Linked DNA regions of Mus musculus: region 2 is linked to region 1. The links are chromatin contacts, called in public Hi-C maps. All regions are on one chromosome and are shown on one strand. Each heading gives the region's core, a stretch centred on a gene start, on an enhancer-like site or on the middle of the called end of the contact. The rest is flanking DNA. Distances are from core to core; before and after follow the strand shown.

Region 1 (3,830 bases), core at 418-2,917:
TCAGACAGCCCTGAACTAGCTTCCTCTATTCCTCTACCTCCCAAGTTCAATCATGTCCAGACAAAGTCTTTCTACATAGTCCTGGAACTTTGCTATATAGATCAAGGCTAGCCTCAAACTCAGAGATCTGCCTGCCTCTGCTCCCTGAATGCTGAGATGAAAGGTGTGCACACTTACACCTGACCAGCTGTTCATTATTACACTTCTGTGTGTGTGTGCGCATGTGCGGGTATGTGTCTAATGGTGCAGCTACTGTGGGGGTCAGAGGACATTTACAGGAGTCAGTTCTCTCCTTCAACCACATGTCCTGGAGATCACACTTGCGCCATCTGGCTTGGCCCCAGTTACCCACTGAGCCATCTGATAGCCCTTTTTTTTTTTTTTTTTGGTTTTCGAGACAGGGTTTCTCCGTGTAGCCCTGGCTGTCCTGGAACTCACTTTGTAGACCAGGCTGGCCTTGAACTCGAAATCTGCCTGCCTCTGCCTCCTAAGTGCTGCCACCACACCCTTATTTTTTAAAAATAGAATCTCTACAAGTAGCTCTCACTGACTGGCTGTGTAGACTCTTCAGGCCTTGCACTTGCACAATCTTCCTGCCTATCTCCTTAGGATATAATCCTTGGGATTATAGACAAGCACTAGCAGGCCTGAGTTACTCAGTGCTCATGCATGCTAGCTAAGGCTTTAACAATTGAGGTACACACCCAGCACCCTCTACATCTGACAATCTTAATTATTATGGAGCTAAGAGAGTTAAGATTGAACATCTTGCCGGGTGGTGGTGGCACACGCCTTTAATCCCAGCACTCGGGAGGCAGAGACAGGTGGATTTCTGAGTTCGAGGCCAGCCTGGTCTACAGAGTGAATTCCAGGACAGCCAGGGCTACACAGAGAAACCCTGACTCGAAAAAAAAAAAAAAAAGTATACCACCTGTGATTTCTTGTCTTAAATAGTTGTTCTGTTCTGCCCCTGATTGACAGAGTTTGGATCCTGAACCCTGCTGTCTCCCTGATATATCAGCTTTGAATAAAGAAACATTTTGCTGGCTCAAACTTGGTTTTCATAGTGGATTATTCCCAAATTCTCAGACCCTAACATTTGGGATCCACTATTTCAAGCCCCAGGACCGGCCATTTGAACTCGGTCTTCAGAGTAGCCTCCGGATGTGAGACTGGGAATTTCTGAATTGTTAGCACCTGCTCTGTGACCCAAGAAAGGAAAATCCAGACATAGTATTGCTTCTAGGGTCGGAGTGGGAGACAAGAGGAGAGTGAGACCTGGTGGTCTGGCTGAGCCTCCGACCCTGCAGGCTCCTTTTGGAGGGTTCTGAGAGAGCTGGTCTGTCAAGTCCCTGGGAGGGAGTGACTCAGACAGCTGGTAGCCTCTAGACTCCCTCAGAGGACATAGCTGAGGTTCAGGCTCCAGGCTCCTCTTGGGAGAGGACTAAGACTTTTTGTTGTTGTTGTTGTTGTTGTTGTTGTTGTTGTTGTTGTTTTTGTTTTTGTTTTTGTTTTTTGCTCTGGGGACAGACTTGTCTTACTAAACGCTACTCTGTCAGTACCCTTTTCATCTACTTTTCCTGGGTCTTTGTTTATGGCAGGCCGTAGTAAGTCCGTTCGTTGTTGTCAACTCTGTTTGGTTTTACTTTGTTGATTGTTCTTTGGTCTTGTACTGTATTTTGACATCATACGACAGAGAGTCACCATCTATTGATCCTGGTTTATCTCTCGACTTTGCTCTTTAGCATTTGAAGGATTTCCAAAGGAAAGCCCAGGAATCCTGAGACTCTGTCTTCCCTGGGAAACTCCGTGGTACCCTCAGCCAACTTGAGAGACCAACCCTTGGCGTGGATTGGCCCGAAAGGGCACCTTTAACTTACTTGTTTCCATTGCGGCCGGAGCCGAGATGGTCGGCTACCCAGGCCACCCAGATAGCATACGGTATATTGTGGCCTAGGTCCTCCTCCCTGAGGGACCCCCGAAATGGCTCCTCCCTCACCTCCAGGGCCGACAGGAGATGCCCCTTACCCTCTGCCCTGTCAAGCCTCAGGCACCAGTGCACCCTCCTTTGAGAAAGAAGCCCTGATGCTCCTTTGGTGGACGCAAGGGACTCCATTCCCTCTCCCAGTGGGCCTCTTTATCCCAAAATTCTGGCCGAGGACGCTGCTATAACATTTCTCTCTGAGCTCTTCTCTTAGCACTGAGGGCGCTGCTAGAGCCCCACAACCTTCCTCCTGCAATGTTTCTCTCTTCCCCTCACAACCGTTCTGGCTCAACTCATCAGCAGGATGCAGGCCCTGCAAAGCTTGCAGTTCTTTTTCTCCGCTAGGCTTCCCAGGTGCAGGGAGGAGCACGCTCTGATAGGATGAGGGGCGGGGATGGTGGTGGAACGAAGAGCCCTATTGGGTTATATGCCTTTTAGGACGAATGGCAAATATAACTTGAAAAATCAGACCCCCCCCCCTTCTCTGAGAAGTCCTAAAGCATGATTTCTCTTTAGGAAACGATGTTTTCACACCCACCAGCCCACCTAGGACGATTGTCAACAAATGTTACGGACTCTCTCTACATATAAAGAGAGAAAGGGTCCTGAGAGGCCAGGAAACTGGTGCCAGGACAGAGATGGACGGCCATCACCCTTCCCGTGGTCATCAAGGCAGTCTTCTCATTTCTTCTGACCAATTGGAACTCCAATTATGATGAAGGTAAGGAGTCCCTGAAGGTATATTGCCAGACTCTATTGGGTGGTCTCCAGACTGCTGCAAAGTACCCCACAAATTTATCTAAGATTAGCTAGAAAATGCAGGAACCAAGGGAGTACCTGGTAGCCTTTCTGGAGCGATGGATGGATGCCCCTGGCACTTACTTGCCTATTGATCCAGAGGCAGAAGAAAACAGGAGAGCTATTAATGTTGCTTTTATAACTCAGTCAGCTCCACATATTAGAAAGAAACTCCAGAGAATGGAGGGTTTTGAAGGCTACTTGAGATCCCTACCAACGTATCTAACAACAGGGAGGATCAGGAGGACAGACAGGCTAGGAAGAATGCCAAAGTCATGATAGCAGCCATTAATGAGGATTAATTGGCCGAGGAAGGCCCAAGGGGAATTGGTCTATGTGCCTCCAAGGGCAAGGAAGGGAAGGACCACCTCTCCAACAAGACCCATTTGCCTATTGCAAAGAATTTGGACATTGGCATAAATACTGCTCCAAATGCGGAGGGGAGAAACCCAAACCTAGGGTCCTCCACCCCGAGAGGGACTGAGGATGTCAGAGCTTGACTTCCCTCCCCCTAAGAGTGGAGGGAAAGCCAGTTAGCCTCTTGGTTAACACTGAGGCTCAACTATCAGACTGAACAAAAATCAGGTGGGCTGCTGACCTCCCAACAGAGTTGAATACAAGGGGCCACAGGTACTAAATCCTACCCATGGACTACTGCCAAGGGGGAGGACCTGGGGAAGTCATTCATAGTGATCCCCAGACACCCTTGCTCCCTTTTGTCCAGACCTGTTACTAAGGGCCCAAGTAATCTTCTAAGAAAGTGATATTGCTATAGTCTTTCCTCATGAGGGGAACAACAATCCAAGACATAACCTTACCTCTGGAGGAGGAGCACCTCAGTAATCCTGAGGCCAGCACAAAGAACAACAAAGAAAGCTCACTCTTAACAGAGTTAAAGTCTAAATTCCCACGTGTCTGGGCTGAAAACAACCCACTGGGTCTAGCACATTTAGCCCCAGTGGTTGTACAATAATACTAGGGGCTTGAACCCATTTGGGTCAGACAGTATCAAATGTCTCTGGAAGCTCTGGGAGGCATAAAAATTCAT
Region 2 (4,293 bases), core at 1,776-4,275, 220 kb after region 1:
GTCAAGCCCCGGTCTCTGCCAGAGCAGCACGTGCCATCTCTCCAGACCTGGGCTCTTAGCCACCGAGCCATCTTTCCAGTCCTGAAACTGGGAGGGATTTGTTTGTTTGTTTATCATTTTTCGTTTTTCGAGACAGGTTTTCTCTGTATAACAGCCCTGGCTGTCCTGGAATTCAATCTGTAGATCTGGCTGGCCTCAATCTCAGAGATCTTTCTGCTTCTTCCTCCTGAGTGCTGGGGTTAAAGGCATGCACCAACATGCCCAGAAAACCAGGAGATTTTTAAAATAATTCTTTAGACAGTTACAGTATAAGCCAGATGGTCCTTAAGCTTGTGATCCTCCTTGTGTTATTTAAGATGTGATTTTTAAAAAGTCAGTTTCAGGGTCCACAGAGATAGCTCAGCAGCTAAGGGCACTTGCTTTGCTTCCAGAGGGCCTGGGATCTGAGTTCTATCACCCGCATGGTGGCTAACAACTGGCTGTAACTCCACTTTCAGAATCCAGCTCCCTCTCTGTGCTCCTTAGGCACCAGGCACACATGTGGTGCAATACATACATGCAGACAAACAAAACACATAAAATATTGAAATTTTAAAAAATGATAAACCCAGTTTTAGGCTAAAATAAATAAATCCTAAGTAATAGAATCACTGGTGTGCCTCATCACATTCAGCATGAAACTGTTGGGCTTTTTATTTTATTTTATTTTATTTTATTTTATTTTTTTTCCGAGACAGGGTTTCTCTGTATAACCCTGGCTGTCCTGGAACTCACTTTGTAGACCAGGCTGGCCTCGAACCCAGAAATCCACCTGCCTCTGCCTCCCGAGTGCTGGGATTAAAGGCGTGCGCCACCGTGCCCGGCTATTTTAATTTTTAAGAACTTATTTTATATATATATACACACACACACACATATATACACACACACACACATATATATATATATATATATATACATATGTATATATATACACACACATATATATGTATGTATAATATTTATATGTATGTGTGTATTTATGTACACTGTGTGCATGTCTGGTGCTCTCAAAGGTCAGAAGAGGGAATTGGATCCCCTAGATACAGATAGTTGTGAACCACCATATGGGTGCTGAGACAAGTGCTCTTAACCACTGACCCAACTCTTTAGTCCTTAAATTATATTTTATTTACTTATTAATTCATTTATTCATTGTGTGAGTGTGGGTGGGTGGGTAGTGTGTCTGTGTGTGGGCAGGCATGTGCTATGAAGCTCATGTGCAGGTAGAGGACAGCTTGCAGGAATCAGTTTTCTATTTCTACCACGTGGGTTCCAAGGATCAAACTTAGGTTGTCAGGTTTGGCAACAGTACCTTTACCTACTGAGCTATCTTACCAAACACTGTCTTTTTTTCTCTCTGCAGGCCTGGAGCCCTGGCTGTCTTGGAACTCTCTCTGTAGACCAGGCTTGACACCATGACAGCTTACAAAACTGTCTCTTTTACAGAACAGGATGCATGGAGGTGAGGGTGGGGCTACATAGTTCAGTGTCAGGATAGCAATGTGCCACAGTCTATTCAAGACTGCTTTTGAGTTTTGGTACAAATATTAAAAAGTAATAGAAGGCATCTTAGCTGGACTTTGGTGACTCACACCTTTAATCCCAGCACTCAGAAAGCAGAGGCAGATAGATCTCTGTGAGTCTGAGGTCAGCCTGGTCTATAGAGTGAATTCCAAGACAGCTAGGGCTACACAGAGAAACCCTGTTTCAAAAGAAAAAAAGAAAAAGGAAAAGGAAAAAGAAAAAGAAAAAGGAGGCATTTAAGTGTTGTGATGAGAACAGATTTCATCTCAGATCCGCAGAGGTGTGCAGACCTCACATGGAAACTGCTGTACTCTAACAGCTGGAGGACTGAGAGTCCCCACACTGAACAGAAGGACCAACACCTCACCTGGACTACTGCCCCATTCTCTAAGCTACTAACTATAACTACCCACCTCTAAACTACTAACTCTAACTACCCATTCTCTAAACTACTAACTCTAACTGCCCATTCTCTAAACTACTAACTACCCATTCTCTAAACTACTAACTCTAACTACCCATTCTCCAAACTACTAACTATAGCTACCCATCTCTAAACTACTAACTGTAACTACCGATTCTCCTCTAAACTAGGCATTAACTGGGCTGCATAGCAGCATGGCAGACGTGTTTAGTGTGAAAGCGCTGTATAGGCAGGGGGACACGCAGGATAAAAGGGACGGTCCGATGTGCTCACCAGGCTGTTCAGCTGATCGAGCACCTCATTGACTTGCTGGCTGTACACCAGCCCAATGTGGGACTTTCCCATTAGGCGCCGTACTTTCTTCCTGATGTCATTCTTGTTCACCTGTAAAGCCAAGACAGGAGTCTTAATAAAGGCTCTGCTCCCTTCCCAAGTGAGGCAGAGACAAGAAAATAATCAGTTTCCACTTACCTGAGAGAAATGGAATTCTGAAAGACTATGTTACTGACTATGGCAGAACACTTTCAACTGTGTGTTCTGTCCATATGCTGGGGATTGCCTCTGCCTCTAGCTAGCTTCTACAGGAAAGTGGCTCTTAGAGAGTTGGACATCAAGGAGACACCTCCTCCCATCCTTTACCAACACCACCATAACATCCTCCCCAAAAGGACTTCTTAGAGTATGATTTAGAAACAGTAACACAGGTACAGTAAAGTGGGACGCTAGTACCTGAGACACCTTGCAGGTAAGCACCACCATCCACCCCTGACCACAGGGAAATGGAATTCAAGCATAAAGAAAAGCTTACAATATAGGAATGCTGACTTGTCAACTTGACACAAGGTAGAGTTATCTGGGAAGGACTCTCGATTGGGAAAATCCCTTTGTAAGACTGGCCTGCAGCTGCAGATAAGCCTCTGAGTTGTTTTTTGATTAATGATTGATGTGAGAGCCCAGCTGCTCACTGGGCAGTGCCCTCCCTGGGCAGGTTGGTGTAGAGGTCTATTGAGAAAGCAGCCTGAGCAAGCCAATACGCAGCACTCCTCCATGGTGTCTGCATCTGTTCCTGCTCCCAGGTCCCTGGCTTGGCTTCCCCTGATGATAGACTATCACCAGTTAGCCAATATGCCCTTCTGTTCTCATGTTGTTTTTGGCCATAATGCTTATAACAGCAACAGAAACCTAACTAAGACACAAAATCAACCAAAGCAAAAGGCTCACAGAGTCTGTCTCTGTGTTTGGGAACTGCTCCCTTCACATTTAAAAGCTAGGGAGAGGCTGGAGAGATGGCTCAGCGGTTAAGACTGCTCTTCCCGAGGTCCTGAGTTCAAATCCCAGCAACCACATGGTGGCTCACAACCATCCGTAATGAGATCTGATGCCCTCTTCTGGTGCATCTGAAGACAGCTACAGTGTACTTACATAAACTAGATAAATAAATCTTTGGGCTGGAGTGAGCAAGGCCAGAGCAAGAAGGGAAAAATAAATAAATAAATAAATAAATAAATAAATAAAAGCTAAGGAGAGCTCAGGGAGGCTCATTCTCACAATAATTCTCTGCCACCACCAATCCAAATCCACATTTCTCTTTCAGAGAAGAACTTCTCTTGATAATTTGCAATACACTTCTCCACAATTATAAATATGAAGCCCAAACAACTCACACTAGAGTTACCACTCCTTTGTTAATAAGCAGATACTTTTTGGACAAGATTTTATATAGTTTTACTTGGTCTTGAACTTATAGCCAAGCTTGGCCTTGAATCCCTGATCCTCCTGCCTCTACCTCTCAAGTGCCTTATTTGCTGGCATGAACCATCATGCCAGTAGACAGCTTTTACTAGCTACAGAAAATTCTACATGACAAAGGGCTGGTGCTCAAAAATAAATTCTGAGCCCCTGAAGGTTTTAGAATATACTACTGAAAAAAAAAAAAAAAGAGTATTAAATCAGTTGTAATTTGAGAGCTCTGTTGTAGCCTAAAACAGCTCAGCAAAGGGAATACATCAAATTCAAAGTAAACCAGTAACAGGTAATAATCAATGACTTTCATAACATTCAGTAACAAAACAGCCTGGCAGCTTCAGTTAACGCAACAGTGGGCAAGCTGCCACAGGGGCCTTGAACTTTTCAGTCAGATACTTTGGCAGCTTCCAAACCAGTCCAAAATGTAGGCACTAGACCTAGTCTTGCCCTTCTAGCACCAGTAACAGCTGGACATAAGCAATACGATCAATCAGTACATAAGCAATACCTTCATCAGCAGCATATAGGATATGAGGTTGTGTAAAAGTGTGGCCAGC

The links. A called contact is a pair of places that touch in the nucleus more often than the background predicts.
Region 2: a contact with region 1 is called in a Hi-C map of liver, with 2.6 times the contacts expected there. The contact joins two enhancer-like sites. A contact is called at or near these places in 1 of 39 promoter capture datasets (the HPC-7 cell line), 1 of 484 Hi-C or Micro-C datasets (liver), 3 of 115 datasets of contacts at active chromatin or transcription factors (bone marrow-derived dendritic cells, bone marrow-derived macrophages and hepatocytes) and 2 of 9 other capture datasets (adipose tissue and pancreatic islet).

Annotation. Positions count from the first base shown.
Region 1 is chr2:90,927,039-90,930,868 of GRCm38.p6, forward strand. No RefSeq gene overlaps it. Among named protein-coding and RNA genes, the nearest start is that of Ptpmt1, 11 kb to the left of the region's middle. Within about 2 kb of position 1,668, at least 8 of the 459 cell types and tissues checked have an H3K27ac peak or open chromatin away from gene starts, as enhancers often do. A contact at or near this core is called in hepatocytes and liver, where this site is marked.
Region 2 is chr2:91,150,191-91,154,483 of GRCm38.p6, forward strand. It overlaps Madd (MAP-kinase activating death domain), which reads right to left. Exons shown (of 35, transcript NM_001177720.1): 26 at 4,245-4,293; 27 at 2,264-2,374. Among named protein-coding and RNA genes, the nearest start is that of Madd, 27 kb to the right of the region's middle. Within about 2 kb of position 3,026, at least 4 of the 459 cell types and tissues checked have an H3K27ac peak or open chromatin away from gene starts, as enhancers often do. A contact at or near this core is called in hepatocytes and liver, where this site is marked.